Regions from separate parts of the Mus musculus genome. Here regions 2 and 3 are each linked to region 1. The links are chromatin contacts, called in public capture Hi-C maps. All regions are on one chromosome and are shown on one strand. The core of a region is the stretch at or near the end of the contact, and the rest is flanking DNA. Distances in the headings are between cores, read along the strand shown. Region 1 overlaps Tmem45b (transmembrane protein 45b). Region 2 overlaps Arhgap32 (Rho GTPase activating protein 32). Region 3 has its middle 47 kb from the start of Barx2.

The links. Capture Hi-C pulls out chosen DNA fragments and counts their contacts.
Region 2: a capture Hi-C map of embryonic stem cells shows a contact between it and region 1, with 3 times the contacts expected there. The contact joins two enhancer-like sites. A contact is called at or near these places in 1 of 115 datasets of contacts at active chromatin or transcription factors (embryonic stem cells) and 1 of 9 other capture datasets (embryonic stem cells).
Region 3: a contact with region 1 is called in a capture Hi-C map of embryonic stem cells, with 2.1 times the contacts expected there. The contact joins two enhancer-like sites. A contact is called at or near these places in 1 of 115 datasets of contacts at active chromatin or transcription factors (embryonic stem cells) and 1 of 9 other capture datasets (embryonic stem cells).

What each region holds. Positions count from the first base shown.
Region 1 is chr9:31,437,772-31,441,081 of GRCm38.p6, reverse strand. All of the region lies in intron 1 of Tmem45b (transmembrane protein 45b), which reads left to right. Among named protein-coding and RNA genes, the nearest start is that of Tmem45b, 25 kb to the left of the region's middle. Within about 2 kb of position 1,576, at least 23 of the 459 cell types and tissues checked have an H3K27ac peak or open chromatin away from gene starts, as enhancers often do. A contact at or near this core is called in embryonic stem cells, where this site is marked.
Region 2 is chr9:32,185,169-32,188,478 of GRCm38.p6, reverse strand. Arhgap32 (Rho GTPase activating protein 32) reads right to left here. Exons shown (of 23, transcript NM_001370958.1): 8 at 2,058-2,150; 9 at 723-845. Among named protein-coding and RNA genes, the nearest start is that of Arhgap32, 150 kb to the right of the region's middle. Within about 2 kb of position 1,813, at least 17 of the 459 cell types and tissues checked have an H3K27ac peak or open chromatin away from gene starts, as enhancers often do. A contact at or near this core is called in embryonic stem cells, where this site is marked.
Region 3 is chr9:31,959,118-31,962,427 of GRCm38.p6, reverse strand. No RefSeq gene overlaps it. Among named protein-coding and RNA genes, the nearest start is that of Barx2, 47 kb to the right of the region's middle. Within about 2 kb of position 1,742, at least 9 of the 459 cell types and tissues checked have an H3K27ac peak or open chromatin away from gene starts, as enhancers often do. A contact at or near this core is called in embryonic stem cells, where this site is marked.

The DNA of each region.
Region 1 (3,310 bases), core at 327-2,826:
TGGTGTCCACACCTATTTCAGAAGCAGATCCCTTCTGCTTTTTAAGTCTCACTGGTAGAGGAGGGCTCTGCCTCAGAAAGAATTGTATGATGAGACTTGCTCACAGCCACTTGAGGTGATGACCTGGGACTTAGCCAGTGTTGCGTTGCTGTGAAGAGACACGGAAACCAAAACAACTCTCATAAAAGAAAGCCCTTCCTTGGGACTGCTTTATAGTTTCCGAGGTTTCTTCATTCTCAGGATGGGAAGCACGGTGGCTCTCAGGCAGACATGGTGCTGAAGGAGCAGCTGGGTGTCCTTCATCTGGATCCGTAGGCAGCAGGAAGAATCTCTGGGCATAAGATAGGCTTTCTGAAACCTCAAAGCTCACCCCCAGTGACACACTCCCCTCTACAGGGCCACACCTCCTAATCTTTTCAAACAGGGCCACTCCATGGTGAGCAAATGTTCAAATCTATGAGCCTGTGAGGGCTCTCATTTCAAACCACCTCAGCGAGAGCTGGAATGGATTAAGGTTTCAATGCGGCTGGGACCAAGTGAACTCACTTTGCATGTGAGAAGGCATAAAAAGGAATCTGCGGTTGAATTAGGCAGGGCGTGATAAGGTAAAGCATTCCCAGTACCTTAGAATGCGTTATTTAACACATTGAGGCCATTGGGATGAGCTCTCAGATAATACAACTAGAGTTTGTACAACAGGAAGTTTGAACCCAGGCGCAAACAGAAAGAATACCATGTAGTAAAGACCTAGGAGAGAGACCTGTATCTATAAGCTATTGAAAGAGGTCCCAAACAGAATCAAGACTTTTATTTTGGGTTTTAGTCTTCATAACTGTAAGAAAACAAACGTCTATTGTTTGCTGCCCTCCTGACTGCGGTATTTTGTCATGGCAGGTCCAGCAGACTATACAACCAGTTTAATAGTGAAACATTCAGCAATAAAGGGGAATTATTAGGACTGGGGAATGTAGCTCAGTGACAAAGTGCTTTCCTATCCCGTGCAAAGACCTGAATTTCATCCCCAACCTGGGGGAAAGGATGGTTGGGGGGCGGGGGGAAACGACAGAATTATTCATAACTGTATTGGTTAGCTTTCTGTTGCTGTGATAAAATACCATGACCAAAAGTAATTTGGGGGAGCAAGAGTTTCTTTGGGCTTACTGTTCCAGAGGGAGAGTTCATAAAGGTGGGAGAGCAAGCAGCCACAGCAAGAACTGAAAGTTCGCCAGGCATGGTGGCGCACACCTTTAATCCCAGCACTCGGGAGGCAGAGGCAGACGAATTTCTGAGCTCGAGGCCAGCCTGGTCTACAAAGTGAGTTCCAGGACAGCCAGGGCTATAAAGAGAAACCCTGTCTCGAAAAACCAAAAAAAAAAAAAAAAAAAAGAAGAAGAAGAAGAACTGAGAGCTCGGACTTCAGCCACAGACATGAGGCAGATGGCAAACCAACTGGAAGTGGCTAGAAACTCCCAAAGCCTGCCTCCAGTGACATTCTTCCCTCTAGCCAGGCTACACCTCCTCTAAGCATTACCACCAACTGGGACAATTGGAAACCAAGCGTCCCAATACCAGAGCTTAGGGAGAGCATTTCTCGACCAACCCTACACATTCCACTCCCTGGCCCCACAGGCTCATGGCCATGTCCTAGTGCAAGATGCATTTAGTTCAACTTCAAAAGCCCCCATAGCTTCCAGATTCTCGGCCCTGTTTAAAGGTCCAATGTCTCTCTTCCGAGACTCATGGTGATCTCTTAACTGTGGTTCAGTTAAAATTAAAAAGAAAATGATGAACTTCACAACATAAGACTATACATTACCAGGGCTGGAGAGTTGATTTAGAGGTTAAGACTATACATTGCCATTTAAAAAGGAGGAACATGGGTGGGCACTGTAAGGAATTCCTGGGCCAAAACCTACCAGGGAGTCCTTTCCTCCTCCTCCCAACCTCCACCCATGGAATTTAGGTTTGTAGATTGGGGAAGGGTTAAAAAACAGAACAGGACAATGAGGCCAAGCCCAGCACTCCAGCTGTGCTGTTCTTCCTACACCCTCCCTAGACACTGAAACTGAGACAGCTGCCCGAACTATGGTGCAGGTTCCCAACTCTGCCCCTTGGAAGCGTCATCTCCTCCTGCTCCTGCCACAGGGCTCCTGCTCCTCACTCTGAAAAGATAGCTCATGCATTGACGGGAGGGTGTTGAGTGTGTCCCTCTGTGAAAACATGCTCTCGCGTCTGTTTTCCTGTTGGTGGAGCTTTCTTTCTGTTGGAAAAGTTCTGCTGAATCACCAAGTATGTTGCTGGAGTGTTTATTTAGTATTTATTTTTTTTAAAAATAAACTATAGTATACATGATATTGAGAAAAAAATAAAATTTACTAATCAAACGATTTTTTTAATGAAGCAGCCATTCCCCCTTATTTTAGAGGGTGACAGAACATTGGAAGAGGGAAACTTCAGCTGCAGAGAGGACCCCTCAGACCCTTAACCTATTGGTTATCCCAATTATTAAAGATCTCTTCTTTCTAGTTAAGTTTAGTTAACCATTGTCAGGTTTCTTCTTTACTAAGTTTGACTCATCCTATAAATTCTACCATCTGTTCCACAATGTAGCTCATCCAGAAAAGTCACCCATTCATCTGTGAATGGAAGAAGTCCTTCTCCTTCTCCTCTTCCTCCTCCTCCTCCTCCTCCCCTCCTCCCCTCCTCCTCCTCCTCCCCTCCTCCCCTCCTCCCCTCCTCCCCTCCTCCCCCTCCTCCCCTCCTCTTCCTCCTCCTCCTCCCCTCCTCCCCTCCTCCTCCTCCTCCTCCCCTCCTCCCCTCCTCCCCTCCTCCCCTCCTCCCCTCCTCCCCCTCCTCCTCCTCCTCCTCCTCCATCTCTCTCCACAGACAGATCACGGTGCTCAGACTTCTATACAGTATATGTGCTTCAGGCCTGCTGTGCACAGGTGTGAACTTTAGACCACATAAAAGACATGGGCAGGGCTTGGCATCCCGTACCAAGTACACAGATGCAGATAAGGACTCAGGTACTGGGGAATGCAGGGGAATTCTGGGAGGCCAGGAAAAGGAGATGCCAGTCAATCTCCAAGGCTCTGGCACGCATTTGCAGAGCTGGTTTTTCTGCACCTTTAAAACCAATAAAATGGAACACAACGGGTTTGATAATAACAAGAATCTGAGTTAACCATTAAGCGAAAGAATGAGACGAGGCTTTGCGGTTGTATCAGAACGAAGATTATGGCAGGTAATTTCTTTCTGCAAAACAGAGGGGGAAAGGATAATGTATAAAACTAGGCAAGTCTCTCAAAAC
Region 2 (3,310 bases), core at 564-3,063, 750 kb before region 1:
TCAGAGACCTGCCTGTCTGTCTCCCAACTGCTGGGACCAAAAGCATGAGCCACAATGCCTGACATTAAAATTAATGTCTTAACAGAGATTTATTTAATGACAAATTGTAACTTTTCAGTACAAAAAAATTCCATAGTAAGAATCAAAAGAAAGAAAGGAAAATGCCAATGGCTGTAATGATGGGACTGTGTCTGAGGGGGCACTACTATTGCTACTGCTACAGCTACTATTACTATTACTACTACAGTCCATGTACAGACATCTGTCGTTTTATGCTTACACTCATTTCACTAATTGGTTTGAGAACAGTCCTCATTTGACGTCGTAAAACTGTTGCACTGTTGTTCTTTTATTTGCTCAGTCAACACACATTTACTGGTTACTTACTGTACCGAGAACATTCACAAATGCAGAGAATAAACATGAAAATCAGAGACATGCCTCAGCCCTCAGCAGGCTCAAACTCTGCATCCATCCCCATGATAAACACTTTGATCTAAACATTCTACTTCGTCTTTCAGTTTTTATTAGCATGTGCTGGCTGCACAAACTGTTGGGTTTCATTGTATTTTCATGCATGTATACCGTGCCCTCTGATCATAATCATCCTCCATTACTCTCTCTTGTATTTATTTTTTAAATACATAAATTCTTAAAACAGCTAGAGACAGGTTATACAGGTAGCAGGGCCAGAGAACAGTGAGGCCTGCCTAACTGCTTACCTCTAATGTCAGTTCATCAGGGGCCCGAGCGGTGTAGCGCTTGATAACATGGGCAGCACCGACAGCAGGAGTGTTGATGGACGACTCCTCGTGAACTAGAAGATGGTTTCCCTTATTGTCGATCTACAATAAAAATCAAGCACCATGGAGTGTCCAAAGACACGGATCTGTCTATCCACAAATAAAAACTCAATTTAGACAGGTGGTAAGCCCCAAAAGTCTTTTAAAATAAACTGTCATTTTTGGGAACAGCAAGACAGCTCAGCAGGTAAACAAATGCAACAAGCCTGATGAGGTAAGCCGGATCCCTTTGGACCCACCTAGTTAAAGGAGAGAAGCAACTGCTAAAAGTTGTCTTCTAACATCCACATGGGCTCTAACATGCCCCACCCCCAAAATGTAGCAAAACCCTTTAAAACCCTATCACTTATTAGGTAGCTAATATAGGGCAGTAAGTATGCTGTGCATATAATGTATACGACTTAATTTAACTCTCATAATCCCAAAATGTGCTATCATTACCTTTACCTAAAGGTAAAGAAGACAACCTGGAGAAAGTTATGTAATTTTAGAGAAATTAAATTACTTTACTAAGATCACTCAAGCAATAATGGCAAAGTCATGGTCTTAGTGCAAGTAGACCTGGCTCCTCTTACCCTCTTGGCAGTGTCTCAACTTTTACTGGGAGAAAAGAATATATATAATTCTTTACATCCCCAAATTAACATACACAAGTTAACATACACAAATTAACAATAAATATCCTGAGGCATTCTCAAATTGGTACCTTTAAAAGGGTGGTTTATTGGCTCATAAATTACTAAAAAATATTTTCAATTATTAAGCAAATGAAAAAACAAGTAGCTTACGCTGTATATGTATAACAATAGGTATAACAATGTCTAACAATCTCCAGATTTATAGAGATGATAAAATTATTTTTTTGAAAAATAAAGAGAAAGATTTTCTATCCAAAAATCCAGTCACTCTGGAGAGATGACTCAGCATTTAAGAGCAGTGGCTGCTCTTAGAAGAACTGATTCCCAGAGCCACAGGGTGGCTCATACCATGTATAACTTCAGGTCCAGGGCATCTGAAGCCCTCTTGTGGCCATTTGGGGCAGCAGGCACATAAAGAGCACACAGACATTCATGGAGGTAAAACACCCATACGCATTCAGGTTAAAATTAAAAATATCAGTTACCAATCCTCCTGGATTATGAGTACATTCTTTGTTTCTTTATTTGTGAAACTCATCTATAATCAAATTACTAATAAATGCCTTAAGCAAATAATTTTAGAATAAGATTTCATCAGAGCTGATCAGACAGATACCTCCATCCAGGTAAGGGCAGGCCCACAGTTGATCTTGTTGCCAGCGATAGTTGAAAGGCGTGACAGGTAAGCTGTAAGCATCTGAGTAACCGACTGAAAAAGAGAGACTCACCATAACCAGAGGGAAGAGCAACTCTTTGCTTTACAAAGTCTCATATAGATTGGTTTTTTTCTAAGAGGGAAAAAAAGAAACCTAGAGATCCTTAGGCACTTAATAATTACATCAGGTAGAGATAGTGGCAAACACCTTTAATCCCAACAGTCAGGAGGCAAGGGCAGGAGGATCCCAGTTTAACCAGAACTGTAAAGTGAGACCCCCCATCGCCAACACCAAATAATAATAATAATAATAATAATAATAATAATAATAGCTCTAGAGACCTCATCACTGAGGGTATGGAAGATTACCTCTGAAATGATGGCACTTTTCACAGAGGAATTCAGCTACTGCCTAATGTGGGGATTTTAGCTTTTAATACCTCATCGTATGAGGCCGTATTCTACAGCTTCTAATTTCAGGACTTTCGTTTTGTACCTTTGTACTGAAAATACAAAATGTGTTTATTAAAAGACACATCTGTGGCTTTTCTGCCAAATTTTCCCTTGCTTCCCTTTACTGCCTTTGGCTGTAATCTCCATGCATATAGCTGCACAGGAGTGGACTAATTCCTGTGATCCTACGCCACAGTGTGACATGACAATCTGAGCAGGAACCATGACACAGAACCAAGTCTTTATGCCTGCCCACCCTCCTCTTCCTGAGTTCAAAGGCAATGTGGAGGAACAAGCTGCTGTTGCTGGCTCCCTGCTTTCCTTTCTGATGCCTTACACTTCCCGCCACGATGAACAAAATCTCTCTGTAAATGTAAGCCACAATAGTTCCTTTCTCCGTGTGTGTGAGTGTGTGTGTGTGTGTGTGAGTGTGTGTGTGTGGTGCTGTTGTTTGTAAACTGAAAGCCCAGCCCAAGGTTTCAGCGAGCCTGTGAGAACTGGCCTCGAAGCCATTTGGATGATATTCCTGCATAGAGTCCAGCTGTGTTCTGCCTCTCAAAAGCCCAGGGCTGACTTCAAAAGCAACAGTCTCTTCCATGGGCCGAGGAAATATGACGGCAAGCCAACTGTAAGGCTACATTGTGATTCTTGCTCACGGATCTCATTCAGATCTACAGTGTCAGGCAGTAACAAGTAGAGAACAAAGACATTACAAGAGGTGGTTTCCCAAGGCAGGCTGTGTGAGCAAGCTTAAAGCTTGA
Region 3 (3,310 bases), core at 493-2,992, 520 kb before region 1:
GGTGACAGGGCTCCAGTCTTCTCCACATGCCAAGAGCAAGGTTGGACATCCTTTTTATAAGTGGACTGAGCAGCAGAAGGGAGCAATCTCTTTAGTGAGTTCCCACCTAACAAGACATCATAGAGACAGGAAGGGAAATGGTGATGTCCTTGTCCTGCAGAAAAGAAATCCTCCTGGAGATAGAGGGGGAGGGAACCCTGTGTTCTCAGCTGTGTCAGCTGAAGCAGAGTTGGTACGGAGTCAGGAGAGAGGGCATGTTGTCAGAGTTGTTAGGGTCAGAGCATTGGCCCTGGCAGCTAACAAGCTAGGCTTGTCTTCCCATCCTCAATAGGACAATTAAAGAAGCAAATAATGGTGAGAAGCAGAGAAAGGAGATTTATTTACTCTCTGTGGCTACATTGAGAAGAGGAGGAGATGAAGGGACCCAATGACCCCCAAATCCATCTTTTGAGTCCTAAAATGAGGCTTGATTTAAGTAGAGGGCACTAGATAAATTATACACAAGTACACAGACCTGGTCAAGGTCCAGCCATGCCTACTGACTCATCCTTGTCTTGGGTCTAGTCTCTCCTGCGGGCACTCTGACATGTTGACAGAACTGTGAAGTCTCTTTCAGGGAGTCGGACTCGTCCTCTGGCTGCATCCGCCTTTTGCTTCTCCCAGCAAGAGACTTCTGGTGAAAATTCCAATGTCCTCTGATTCTGTGGTTGTAATATTCTGATAATCAAAAGGAAGGAGCTTTGGAACGATCTCCTCACATGTTAGGATGATTAAATGGAGCTGGATGTGTTTGAACCACGCTTTGCCTTTGGTACAAGATTCTCATGAGCTGCTGTTTCTTCATGTGCTCTTAGGATTATTTCTAGGAAACGTTAAAGGGTTCTTTCTCTACTAATAGTTTGTGTGGAGAGCTGGGCATGGCTGCTTGTTGCGATCTATGACGAAAATACAATTGTGGATGCAAAACTCAGAGTGAAGACTTCTTTGCTTCCTACTTTCCTTTAAGTGATGTTCACTTTGGCCTCCGTTGTGTATTGCTACCTGCTCAATAATCTCTTTTTTCTTTTTGTTCAATGAAAGTAGTTTTTTAATACAATGTATTCTAGCAAAATTCCCCCCCACCCCCCAGTTCCTCCTTCCTTCCCTTCCCATCTGAATCTACATCCCTTTTTCTCTCCTTAGAAAACAAACAGGAATCTAAGTAATAATAATAAAATGAAATAAGATAAACCAATAACAAAAAAAAAAAATCAAAATATGACAAAACAACCAAAGAAGAAAAAGATCCAAAGAAAGAAGCACAAGAAATATGTATCAACCTGGGCAGTGGCAGCGCACGCCTTTAATCTCAGCACTTAGGAGGCAGAGGAAGGCAGATCTCTGTGAGTTCAAGGCCTGCCTCGTATACAGAGTGAGTTCCAGGATAGCCAGGGCTACACAGAGAAACCCTGTTTCAAAAAAAAAGGGGGGGGGGAAGAAATATATATCAATGCACAGACACCATGTATACACACTCATAGCAGTCCCAAACCAGAAGCCCTAATGTATACATGAAAGGACCTATAAGGTAGAAAAATTAAAACAAACACTTGCCCTGACTTAACATTCGGAGACAAAGAACCCCCAAAAGATCCTGCTGCATTCATTTTGTGTGGGTGATCTGTGCCCTTCCCCCAGCCTCGAGCCAAGCTAAACAGACCTTGAGTGCTTGCCACAATGGGACCCAGGTGGAGTCATCTGCTTTGCTGCACCTGCAACCTCCTATAGGAACTTAGAAGAATAGACTGCCCCTGAGCTTGCTTTGCAACATAATCCAGCTGAAACAAAGGATGGGTTTTGTGGGTTTTCCCTTTATAGCTGCAGAATTAAGCTTTGTGCCTTGATGAGAACTTGTGTCTTAGCTTCATCCTTCTCTTGCACTCCTTTTCATTTCCAGCTCCCCTTTCAGGTAGATCCAGTTCTCCATGGCCGCTGGAGGCTATAGTGATCTATTGCTGAGCATGGGGCCTATCCGTAATGCTGTGGTCCATACCCGGCTCTTCTTCTCTCTTGGCTCTCTCTTGAAGGTAAGAGGACAGGGATGAGCATAGGCGTGGGCAAGACTTGTTTTGTTTGTTTGTTTTGAGATAGAGTTGCTGTTTAATAATAAAACATGTACCTATCTTAAGTCTAAATCACTTTGGTGTGATAGCTGACCTCTTTGAGTTCTCTTTGGGCCAGAAACTGCAGTCTCTGGCATTAGCACCTCACCATAAAACAGTAGGGGATTAAGTAAAGGTTTAATTGCTAGAACCTTTTCCCTTTTGTCCAGATGCCTCTCATTTGTTGGGCTAGGGGAAGTTTGGAGCAATAAACTTCTATTGAACCAGGAGAAGAGAATCACACTCACAGAAGGAAAAACTTTTACACAAGCAAATATGGATTAAACGTACAAAAATCCATATGCAAATTAATGCACACATATTAATAAATTTTCATTCAAATCAGTTGGGCACAACTTTCCTACTATCTCATAATTACATACTCACACACACATACATCCATACTTACATATGTGTATGGAGCAAAAGACCAAGCGCCAGTGCAGAAAGAACTCACTCATTCTGGATGAAAAATGAGCTCCAATCTTTAATGCATACAGAAAGAAAAAGCTTCTATCCTTTTATTGCTACATGAATTAAAACCAAGTCTGTAAGAAGAAAGCTTTGTTCTCTTTAGCCTTGTTATTAAGAAAAGACCTGTTCTGTCCCATGGTAAGGAGAAGCCTGCCTGCTCCTTCTGCTCTCTCTGCAGCTTCTTCTTTTTTCCTCTTTTCCTCTGCATTCTGCACATTGCTCTCTCAATTTTTTAAGTTGCCTTATATTTTCTAAGTTATTCCACTCTGCATTCTCCTTCTAATCTTGCTGTCTCCTCCTGCTCTGATGAACTGCTCTGCTCCCAATGCCTTACTCCCAAAGCCTTTATTCCCAGTGTTACGTTCCCATTGCTATCTCTCCAATGTTATATCTTCCAATGTGATCTTTCCCAGTCTTTTGTACCTTTCCTAGGAAAGTGGATCACATGGCTTTTCCAAGCATCCCTTTTTCAACAAAAGTTCACTAGAAGTTCAAACATAAATTGAATAAGAAGTTTACAACAGAGAATGTTTACATGCATATCCATTAAGAGTAATTATCTAGCTAAACATCATCTATTACCAGTTTGTTGTGGGAAATATTAAAGTAGACCAGCAAGCCTCTTACATTACTGCAGACCACTCTCTGTCCCATCATGGTCCCGCTAGACTACTCTCTGCTCACTAACTCTCTGG